Linked DNA regions of Triticum aestivum: region 2 is linked to region 1. A link is a contact called in public Hi-C data. All regions are on one chromosome and are shown on one strand. Each heading gives the region's core, a stretch centred on a gene start, on an enhancer-like site or on the middle of the called end of the contact. The rest is flanking DNA. Distances are from core to core; before and after follow the strand shown.

Evidence for each region. Hi-C and Micro-C count contacts between places; a contact is called where the count stands out from the background.
Region 2: a Hi-C map of leaf shows a contact between it and region 1, with 8 times the contacts expected there. The contact joins the enhancer-like site here to the promoter of LOC123044359 in region 1. A contact is called at or near these places in 2 of 5 Hi-C or Micro-C datasets (both in leaf) and 1 of 1 datasets of contacts at active chromatin or transcription factors (leaf).

What each region holds. Positions count from the first base shown.
Region 1 is chr1A:244,984,718-244,990,668 of IWGSC CS RefSeq v2.1, forward strand. It overlaps LOC123044359 (silicon efflux transporter LSI2), which reads right to left and starts at 3,212. Exons shown (of 4, transcript XM_044467092.1): 1 at 3,004-3,212.
Region 2 is chr1A:245,434,553-245,440,503 of IWGSC CS RefSeq v2.1, forward strand. It overlaps LOC123044374 (plant intracellular Ras-group-related LRR protein 8), which reads right to left. Exons shown (of 10, transcript XM_044467104.1): 7 at 5,906-5,951; 8 at 5,701-5,766; 9 at 4,983-5,102; 10 at 4,274-4,581. The coding sequence ends at 4,459. Among protein-coding and RNA genes, the nearest start is that of LOC123044374, 6.4 kb to the right of the region's middle. Within about 2 kb of position 3,804, at least 6 of the 8 cell types and tissues checked have an H3K27ac peak or open chromatin away from gene starts, as enhancers often do. A contact at or near this core is called in leaf, where this site is marked.

The sequences.
Region 1 (5,951 bases), core at 1,962-4,461:
CGGCTAACCGGAGCACTGGCCAGTCTTTGGTTTGGGCAAGAGCAAGCTTAGTATTATATTCCCTCTGTTAAGAAATACTCCCTCCGTTCCTAAATACTTGTCTTTCTAGGCATTTCAACAAGTGACTACATACGGAGCAAAGTGAGTGAATCTACACTTTAAAATATGTCTACATACATCCGTATGTAGTAGTCGTTTGAAATGTCTAGAAAGATAAATATTTAGAAACGGAGGGAGTATAAAAGTGTTTAGATATGAATGATCTTATATTTCTTTATGAAGGGAGTAACAAGCAGTGGCTATATAACACTGTTATGTCATAAAAATTAAGCAGGGTAGGATATAGGGTTGACTCTTTGTTTAGTAGAATTTTCATTTCTCCCTTTTACCCCGTCGCGTTACTCATTCCTATCAACGAGCACGTTCAGATGCTGGCTATTTCATGAGAGTCCTCTCTCTCTCTCTCTCTCTCTCTCTCTCTCTCTTTCTTGTTTATTTCTTGTTCTTCACATAAGCAAAAAATGTCATGCAAATAGGTTTATAGTAACTATTGTACTTGCTTTAACTGGTATGTTCCCTGTAGATCTGGATGAATCAGTCTCACGCACATCTCACACGTGCTTTAGTTTGACTAGGCCCAGCTTACCAGGGACTTGCCACCAGGTTTCCTTTGGCTTATGGGATACTATCACAATCTATTTTATTTAAAGTATTTCCTTGCTTTTCATACCCTTTGTTTCACCAACTAGTAATAATTTTTCCATAGCAATTTAAAATAACTTTAGCGCAACACTCAAGCATCATTGGTCCTGATGAAGAATACTCCCTTCCGTGGGTTTATTATAAGCTCACACATATTTTGAGGCAAACTTTGACCATCACTAATAAATTATCTATTGTTCTAGTATTTTTTTTAATTATATATCAGAAAATATGCCATTGAGTTCATATATAAAATAAAATGATATATTTATTGCACATAACTCATAAATTATTGGTGCAATTGATGATCAAAACAATTTTTAAACTATGTGAGGCTATGAGGCGCATGTGGTGACTTGGTAGCTCAAAAAATGCCGCATGAGTCTCTCGGATATGCTCTACCTCTTGTGCTCTACCATTGCAAGCACGAACAACATGCACGAAGCAAGAAGCGGGTGCAATGGCACAAACGTGATTACGAACTGAATTTTTTAGTGTTTGGTGATCACCATGGAAGCGAATTCCATGCTTAGCGAACAACAAACGATGGTCCATAGTGCGGATGTATATCTCCATGCCGTTCTAAATAAATAAGTAAAATCCATTTCTTTAAAAGAAATGCATATTTCTAAGAAAGCAATTCTCCGGTCGATGAAGATATTATTTTTAAGTCTTGATAGCAAATACCACTTCCGTACACTAATACAAGATGTTTTTGCAGCTCAAAATTGAAAACATCTTATATATTACTCACTCCGTATACTAATATAAGAGTGTTTAGATACAGAGGGAGTATATGTTTACGTAGTGGTGCTCGATTTCCTTTAGTAGATTGAAGCGAGAAAATGCAGTACTACCGTCAATGCAGTACTATTTTTTCTTGGCATAAAGCGCCTACACAGGCACAGGCGTCTCCGCACAGGACACTCCGTAAACTAATATGGTCGCGCAGAAACTATTGTTGTGTCGCAGCAACAGAGAGATCGATCGATCGATCGATCAAGCTCACGCGCGTGCGATGAGGAGGAGCGGGCATCACATTCACATGGTCGCCCTCCCGTGGAGCCTGACATGATAGGCGGGTCTCCTATAAACTGGCTACTACGAGTATACCGTCGGTGTCACTTTTTTTGAAAACAGGTCAAAAGACGCAAGCCCCCCGTAGAAACCCGCGCGCGACAACGGCCACTCGCTCGCTCGCTCAAGGTCCAGACGACGGAGGTGACAGCCGGGCTAACATCCATTTCTGCGCTTACGCCGGCCATGGGGACTGGCTGTCCCATGCTTACTTTCCGAGGCTTGCTGGAGAAAAGTTTTTTTGGGCCCCCAGGAAACTCCAAAAGAGGCTGGCTGGCAGTTCATCAAGACGCGATCTTGACTGGTGAGAGGTGACACGGCTACGGATGAGAGCCGAGCCGAGTCGACCTGGCCCCGCGAGAGGAGAGGCTTTCGGACGTACGGAGCGAGCGAAGCGACGGGAGAGGTGTGTGGTGCTTGTTGCTGGCCGCGGTGAGGGACCGGTAGAGAGAGCAACGTCTGCCGGCACGTCCCTGTTTTGTTCTGGCCTCGGCCCGGTGTGAGCTCCCCGTCATATCGATGTGAGAGTGAGTCATGGAGTTTGCGGCCCCGTGCAACCAAGTACTAGGAGTATGTGATTTGGCAGGCAGATTGAATCAACCGCTAGAGGAAGGTGAATCGTGTGGAGCATTGCTGACCGCGTTTGCCAAGCGGTGAATTCCATATTTCTTTCTTTTTTCGCGGGGGAAAGCGGTGGATTTCATCCCGCACAAAAAGATACTAGTTTCAAACCTTATTTCTTTACTTGTAGTAGATTTACTTTATTAAACTACTCCGTACTACTCAAAGTTAACAATACACTGACGTACTACGTACTACTGCGAAGTAGTACGAGCTCTCAAGAGTGTCGTTTATTGGGACCAAATCTGGGCACATGCACGCATATCAGCACATGGAAGGGAGCATCCGCCGCATGCATCGGGATGCCGGGCGGGATCTGTGGTGTTGCAAAGTCCTTTCGTACCAACGCATGTACTACGTGTGTTAGATGGATGGACGCATCCTCGTTTATTTTTACAGTTAAACTCAACAACTCTTGTTAAACCAAGTCACCCAGCCGCAGGCATGCTAGGCCAAGTCACGTGAATTGTACGGTTTGGAAAAATCACGACTGATTTTGCGCGCAGCATGCAAATTCTTCACGAACGCACCTCCGAACACACACACACACACACACACACACACATTTACATGTATATATATAGAAAGAGAGAGCGCGCTTACATTTCCAGGCCAGAGCACTTGAATCGACACACGCATGCGTACGCGCCTGCCCGCCGATTATTTGCTCTCGCCGCGCGGCCTAAAGATCCGGCTAGGGAAAGGATCAATGGCTTGTAGCTTGTACAAGAGATCCCAGGAAGAATTTGAGCAGTTTTGATCTGGAGCACGTGGAGCTCTTCTTGGCCATCCACTGCCGTGCTAGCTAGGTGGAGAGGTGGTATGGATCATGGGAGAGGGAGCGCATGTAAATAGGCCGCCGAGAGCCACGCGGGCACTGCATAAGGCTAGTCATAGGGGGAATAACTTAGCTAGTAACGACATGTGATGATGACATCTAGTTAATGAGGAGAGTGGTGTTTGGAGTAACATATTATGTTACCATTACATATCGCTTTTCAAAAAATGTTGAGTCTATAAGCTAATAAATGCAACCTTATATGATACTACTTTTATGACACTTTGCACTATGAAGGTAGTAACATAGACTAGTGTCATATGCAGACACTAGTCTAAGTTACTCCCCACTATGACCAGTCTAAGAGCATCTAAATCCCTATCCCTCGAACCGTACTCAAACGTCTGAACGGACGGACCGATTAAAATGAGCCGACTCACCCGAGTATCTCAAAATCGGTCTCAAACGTCTAGGCTTTTCGACGCCTTTTATATCTAGTTTAAATGTAGGGCGAATATGAGGCGGCCCGGACGTGTCCGCCACGTCAGTCCAGCGAACCGTCAACCCCAGTCTGTCCCCACAAAAATCCTGATCCGGAAATCCTACACACACTTTGCTCCACTCACGCTTCGTCTCTTCTCCTCCCCTTCTCTGATTTGATATAATCCAATCTCCGGCGAGCATGCCGAGCTCCGCAGCCACTCCGACAACTTCGTCGATGACAAGGACAAGCCGACCCTCCGCATTACAATGGAGCGGCCATGGATGGACATGTGGGCAGTTCTGGATCTGGTCCGTCACCGCTCGCCCGATGCCGAGCTAGCCCTTTCCGTCAGCGCGCAGCTCCGCGCGGCTGCTCAATCCGTGTCGCCCCTCCGCCGTCCACCTCCCCTACCGTGCGATGCTGTGTAAGGGCAGCGATGGGTTCTAGTGCTCGCTCCACCGGCACCGCAGCCGCGCACGCCAAAAATGAAGGCGTGCGTCGCCTGCCGCGAGAGATAGTGGGCAAGGGAGAGGGAGGCGTTCCAGTGATGCCCGACGAGGAGGAGCTGCTTCTCGCGTTGGTCTACCACGGCGGCGAGAGACGCTCGCCGACTAGGGAGGAAGAACACCAAGGCGTTCTGGCTAGCCATTGAGCAGTCCGAACACAAGGCAGCGAGGGTGGCCAAGCTCAAGCGGAAGTAGGACCGGGTTATTCGGCGAATGAGGCCTTCATTGCCATCTCCGGTTCCTCCTCCGACCACTGCTCCGACTCCAACTACCCACCTCTTGCCACCGACGCCTGCCCGGATGCCTACAACAAGGCTGGTGACTGGAAGGGCAAAGGAACGACGAGGAAGTGGTGAAGCACTGCCGTCTGTGTCTGTAATTTCAAGTTTTACTAATCTAGTATAAACTTATCCGTCGTTTACGTGGATTATGTGAACTTTTGGTGATCTAAGATATACGTTGGTGATAGGATTGTGCATTTTTATGTCTATTTTTATATCCGTTTGATGATCTATACAGTTATATTCATGTTGTACGTTTTAATATGGATATAAGATATTATGTGAATGACAAGATTTTAGAAGTGCTTGATCAGTGCCACAGACGCATCCGGACGTGTCCCAGTGCGGTTGAGGGGCCGGATTTGGTGACCCGCACATGTGGATGCTCTAACGCCTTCTTGATTTGGAGCTTCCGCTTAATTTCCTTTTGTACTCTTCCAGCGTGTGACTGAGCCTTTAGCAGCGCATACCTACATACACATACCGTTAAATTGCTTGACAAGGAAAGATCAACGCAAATACATGGGTTTTCACTCGATTGGCTGGAACGAAGATGGAGTGGGTGGCCTCAGTCAGCCTCGGCGGCGAGCCTTGGGGCGGTACGTTGCTCTACCAGTAGTCATCGCCAGGGCACCGAAAATTTATAGGGCCACGTAGGCGTGGGAGTACGTATCTACGAAAACGTCTTTAGCCGTTGATATGAGCCGTGATCTGAGAAGTTGTTGCATTGGAAATTTGTTCAAAAATGAATGTCGTGATCTGAGAAGTTATTGCATTGAAAATTTATTAAAAAATGAATGCTAATTCGGAATCCTCTCAATACCAATAATATACATTTTTATCTTGTACAAATACGTCGTTCAGGTGCACTTCTACATCTGAGCAGCCTTTCCCACAAGACAGTGTTTAGGAAGACCCCTCCGACCCCCTCGCCCCGCCACCCCAGGGCGGCGCCAGGGGGATCAGATCCCATCGCCGCCAGCCCCACACCCCACAACAAGTCATGCCGCCGCTGCAGCCGGTGTTGGCCACGGTGGCAACAGCGCTCGGTGCCAAGGCGCTGAGGCAGGAGGAGGCGGCGGCAACCCCTCGATGAGGCTGAGGCACCTCGGCATGGAGGTTTTGCGTGAAGGAAATATGCCCTAGAGACAATAATAAAGTTGTTATTTTATATTATATTTTCTTATTCATGATGAAGGTTTATTATTCATGCTAAAATCATATTGATTGAAAACTTAAATACATGTGTGAATACATAAACAAATACAAGTGTCCCTAGTATAAGCCTCTACTAGACTAGCTCGTTGATAAAAATTGGTTAAGGTTTCCTAACCATAGACATGTGTTGTCATTTGATAACGGGATCACATCATTTAGTTTATTGCTATTGCTTTCTTCATGACAAATACTTATTCCTTCGACTATGAGATTATGCAACTCCCGGATACCGGAGGAATACCTTGTGTGCTATCAAACGTCACAACGTAACTGGATGATCATAA
Region 2 (5,951 bases), core at 2,554-5,053, 450 kb after region 1:
TAACGGGGTCACATCATTAGGAGAATGATGTGATGGACAAGACCCATTCCTAGCCTAGCACAAGATCATGTAGTTCGTATGCTAAAGCTTTTCTAATGCCAAGTATCATTTCCTTAGACCATGAGATTGTGCAACTCCCGGATACCGTAGGAGTGCTTTGGGTGTGCCAAACGTCACAACATAACTGGGTGACTATAAAGGTGCACTACGGGTATCTCCGAAAGTGTCTGTTGGGTTGGCACGAATTGAGACTGGGATTTGTCACTCCGTGTGACGGAGAGGTATCTCTGGGCCCACTCGGTAGGACATCATCATAATGTGCACAATGTGATCAAGGAGTTGATCACGAGATGATGTGTTACGGAACGAGTAAAGAGACTTGCCGGTAACGAGATTGAACAAGGTATCGGGATACCGACGATTGAATCTCGGGCAAGTATCGTACCGATAGACAAAGGGAATTGTATACGGGATTGATTAAGTCCTTGACATCGTGGTTCATCCGATGAGATCATCGTGGAACATGTGGGAGCCAACATGGGTATCCAGATCCCGCTGTTGGTTATTGACCGGAGAGTCATCTCGGTCATGTCTACATGTCTCCCGAACCCGTAGGGTCTACACACTTAAGGTTCGGTGACGCTAGGGTTGTAGGGGTATGTATATGCAATAACCCGAATGTTGTTCGGAGTCCCGGATGAGATCCCGGACGTCATGAGGAGTTCCGAAATGGTCCGGAGGTAAAGAATTATATATAGGAAGTGCTATTTCGGCCATCGGGACAAGTTTCGGGGTCACCGGTATTGTACCGGGACCACCGGAAGGGTCCCGGGGGTCCACCGGGTGGGGCCACCTATCCCGGAGGGCCCCATGGGCTGAAGTGGGAAGGGATCCAGCCCAAAGTGGGCTGGGGCGCCACTTCCCTCTAGGGCCCATGCGCCTAGGGTGGAAAAACCCTAGGGGAAGAGTCCCAAAGGGGGAAGGCACCCCCTAGGTGCCTTGGGGAGGAGGGACTCCTCCCTTGGCCGCCGCCCCCCTAGGAGATTGCATCTCCTAGGGCCGGTGCCCCCCCTAGGCCCCCCTATATATAGTGGGGGAGATGGAGGACTTCTCACCTAAGCCTTTGGTGCCTCCCTCTCCCTCTCCAACACATCCTCCTCCTCCATAGAGCTTGGCGAAGCCCTGCCGGAGTACTGCAGCTCCATCACCACCACGCCGTCGTGCTGCTGCTGGAGCCATCTTCCTCAACCTCTCCTTCCTCCTTGCTGGATCAAGAAGGAGGAGACGTCGTTGCTCCGTACGTGTGTTGAACGCGGAGGTGTCGTCCGTTCGGCGCTAGGATCATCGGTGATTTGGATCACGACGAGTACGACTCCATCAACCCCGTTCTATTGAACGCTTCCGCGCGCGATCTGCAAGGGTATGTAGATCCACTCCTCCCTCGTTGCTAGATGACTCCATAGATTGATCTTGGTGACACGTAGGAATTTTTGAATTTCTGCTACGTTCCCTAACACTCTGGCCGCACGAAGCCTGTAGCGGTGGTCGCCGACGTGCTTGTCGATGGCAGCGACGTCGCCGGAGTGGCGCGGGGGGCCGGCCAGCTCGGGCTCTCACGATCCGACGGGATCGAGGCAGCGGGCTCTGTCGGGCATGTCCAGGGGTTGATTACTTTTTTTAGATCTACTAGGGGTCTGTGTGTAATTTTTGCCAAGTCAGCTCCTTACAGCCCGGTTCCATGTGTCAAAAAGTGATTAAATGGGCTAAATCACCTGATCAGTGCAATTTGCAAAAAGTTTACTAAAAACGCGATGATTTTTGCATAAAATTATGAACTAGGCGGTTTTCTGCAATCGATGCCCCAAATATGATGATTTTTTGCAATTAACTCGACAATACACAGCATCCTTCGCCTACAAGATTAGAATAATCAAATAGACAATCGATAATCATTTGGAAGCATCTTAAAAGTTCTAGTGAAGTAATTCCTTGCAGTAAAATCTACCCACCTGAGTTCAAGTCTAGACTTGATACATGTTCCATCTTGCGTTAATTTTTCTCACCACCACTATTCGTCTCTCCTTCCAACCTTCATCATTTTTTTCAGATTTCCATGTCGATCTGGTTTTCATAAAAAAGATTTTTGATAACCCAATAAATCAGATCAATCTATTGTATAGCACTAAATTCACGATCCCCCAACAAATTGTTTTTTGGGATAAAACCTAATGCCGGTTAGACATCTTTTGTAATCCAACAAACAGCAATAAATTCATGCTCTATAAACAAATAAATACACCCTTTATTTGCAAATGTAAGATGTTTTGGCAGTTTAGATCTCTTATCTTTGGTAAACTGGTCAAAAAGATCAATGGGCACATCTATTTTTGTCAGTTTAAATAATGACAGAATGTATATTTTATAACCAAAAGATAATTCTATTTTATTTTTTCCATTTTTACATCAAGATTTGCTCTGCGTGGTTCTCTTATATCGCGTTAAAAAAGAAGGCACTGCTAGGCGCGCGCCGAAATTTTCAGCCGGTCAGCGCCCTAGCGTTGGATACAGACACACGTGACCGTCAGATCTAGAAAAAAAAATCCCCTCCTCGCTCGCGTACAAAGCACAACTCCATGAACCGCCCGGGCCTCGCGCTAGCAGCTCGCCGAGCCGATCGTCGGCGCGCTCGCCGGGGCCGCTCTTGGGGATTGCATAACAGCCGCCAGTGGATCCCCTAGCGCGCGGTCACCGACAGATTGCAGCTCTAATCCCCTCCCCCGGTTAATTCCAGCTCACGATTCGCCATGGTTGCAGCATCCCCCTGATCTACGTCATTGCCTCCGGCTCGTCGGCTTGCATCTGTTGTCCTACAAAAAAACTGAAAACAAAACAAAATCCTTGAAGCAAAATATTACTAGGTTCCAGCAAGAAAAAGCTCAAGTTCCAACATAACAAATTCAGTTGCAAAAAATAGCTCCAATGATTAGTTGTAGCGAGAAAAATACCACAGCTTCCAGCAAAAGAATAGATCGGTTCCAGCAAAAACAAATTCAGAGGAGAAGAGCTGCAGGGTCGATTGTAGCAAAAAATAAGGTAGTTCCAGCAAAATAATATGCCGGTTCCAGCAAAAAGAACACCTCACAAACCAACCGAGGGCCGACAATGTCGCCAAAAATCATGCCTCGCTGCCGACGGTCACGAAACAAAAACATCTCAGCGATCCAGCAAAAAAAAACTTGCGGTTGTAGCAAAAGAAAAAAAGGACGGTGCCAACAAAAACGACTGGTTCACCTCGCAGCTCCACCGGATCTGGTTGTAGCTCCGCCGGACAACGCTTCCAGCTTTTCTCATCCATGGTTGTAGCACCCCCTCACCAGCATGTAGGAACCTTGCAGCTCCGCTAGACCGTGGTTCCAGCTTTCTCCGACCACGGTTGCAGCTCTGCGGAACTGCGGTTGCAGCACCGCCGAGCCAATCCACGCCGGCGGCCACATAGCTTGCAGTTGCCGGCCGTGCCGCCACTCGTGCTCGTGATGCGCCGTCGTCCAGTGCCTTTGGACCACCACCCCCGCCATCTGCTCGCAGTGCGCGCCCTACCGTCGCCCAACAAAACATCACACCCGCCCCCTCCCCTCGCCATGGATAAGAGCTCGTCAGGAGGTACAAACGGCGGCGAGGTATTCAGGATCGGGATGAAACAGAAAAAAGGGGATTGAGGAAGAGAGAGAGGAGGAGGAAGAGATAAGGTGGGGATAGATCGTGTGTGGGTCTCACAATGGACATGGCTTCTTGTGTTTCTTCCCGTCACGAGCGGGTGTGGATCTGTGTCGTGGTTTCCCGAGCGAGCGAGGTGCGACCGGCCAAGTTTCAGCCAGCGCACCGTTCCCAAACATTTACCTAAAAAATATTTGGGTTCTGTCGTCCGCTTATGCTTCGTCCAACCTTACATCCATTCTCCCCTCACTCTCCCGTTTTGATTCTTTTTGTCTCATCTCAAGTTTTTTACATAAATTTTCCTGAAACTGCCTTAACTGCATCCACCTATTATTAACTTACCAAACAAAAATATATTTTCTTTCATAAGCCAATAAGTGCTTACCAAATAAAATAATATTTTTTACACAATCAGGTTAATATGGGCAGATAAACACAGGTTACAGTACTAGAAAAATTCTAATCCCGGTTGCAACGCATAGGCAATCATAGTGTTTCTAAAAAAATCTTGGAAGTTCTTGATAAGTTATGAATGCTGGGGATGCAAATGCTCTGATAATGTTTAACAGGTAGCCACCACTTTTCATCACTTGGTATTAAAATGTAATGAAATGATAGGAATAAACAAATACACGACCAAAATGTGAGGAATAATATCAGCTCCGTGTCTGTTCAAGTTCAATTCTAGAATAATTCTGGGACAATATTGGAAGCGCAAAACCCTGTCTGTAATAAGAAAGACAATTATGCATGCCGGTTATCATCATCCGCACCCTCGTCGAAAACACCTGATGATCCTACATGAAAATCCAGCTGCTTTTGATACTTCTGCCGCCTACGTTCATCAAACTCCTCCCAGCCCTCCAGCTGCTCGTATAAAGTAAAATAACATTAGCACCATAAAATATCTATGTCAGAGCCAAGGCCAAACAGGCAATACGGTAGAGGATTTAATCATATTTCGGTTAAAATGTAAGGAATAGCATCGATATAGAACAAATAGTGTACTTATCAACAAGGTGGTATAAACATGGAAACTATATTATGTGGAAGTGTCCCAGGGCGAACCCAGCTATAGAAAGCAGCAGTAAGAGAGATTGCAGAAACAAACAGAACTTGAATGGTGAAACTATAATTTCCTATTCCAAATGTAAGTATGTCGGTCAAAAAAAAGAATGTGTATAGCCATCTTAATTCCACTGGAGCGATGATGATAACAAACAAAACTACCTATGTGTGAAGGTTTCAACCTTTCTATGAACTTATACCTGTCGAAGAATGTCATTTGTAATTCCAGTGCCATGGAGATCAAGTGTAGTAAGCCGCCAGCACTTCTTGAATAAAGTCGGCGGTAGGGAATTAAGACCATTGTTCCTTAGATGCAGAGCCTGTTGGAAGTAACTTCTTACAAACATCGAATAGTACGGTATGTTCTCTTCAGTATAAATGTCGCCAAGATTAAAAAGAAGAGGCGAGCAAATAGAGAATAGAAATGTGCAACACGGTTACACAAGAAACAAGAGACAAATAATTTTCTGTTTTCACCACAAGATAGCAAGTATTGACCAAATAAAACAAAACCAGTCGTCCATTCCATGCTCTAATTTAGTAAATATATCATGCAATATCACCAAAGCCTAAACATTTATGACTTTCTCGACTCTCAAGTAATTAAACAAGAGTTTAGTGAATGATTCTTTAAGAAACAAAGAGAGTTAACTCACATGCTGAGAGAGTTAACTCAGCCTACGTGAGATCAAAAACATCATGAAGGAATAATTCACATTAATAACGGTTGAATTTGTTGTGCTATTATGTTATGCACAAGAATAATTACTACATTCACAGGTTAAGCATCTGCATTTTTAAAGTCATTACAATTGGACATTTAATGTTGTGACATTTAACTCAGATGTTGTGCACATATACATACCTAGTGATTGCGAATGCATCTTCCCATGTAGGTATAGGCGGTTAGGCACATACCTTCAGATTGTGAAGGTTTCCGCAAGCCTTTGGTAGTTCGGCTAAAAGATTCGATGATAAGTCCACCTGATGAAGTCAAAACTTTGGTGAACAACTGCCAACTACAAAGCTCAAAAGAGTTCATGGGGCATTTGCTTCGAAGGATCACTGCATGCTAGGATAGGTGGCTGCTTCACTGGAGAAAGAGAGAAGAGAAAGCACACACCTCGAAGAGAGATTCACAGTCGCCTATAGAGGAAGGCAGCGAAGTT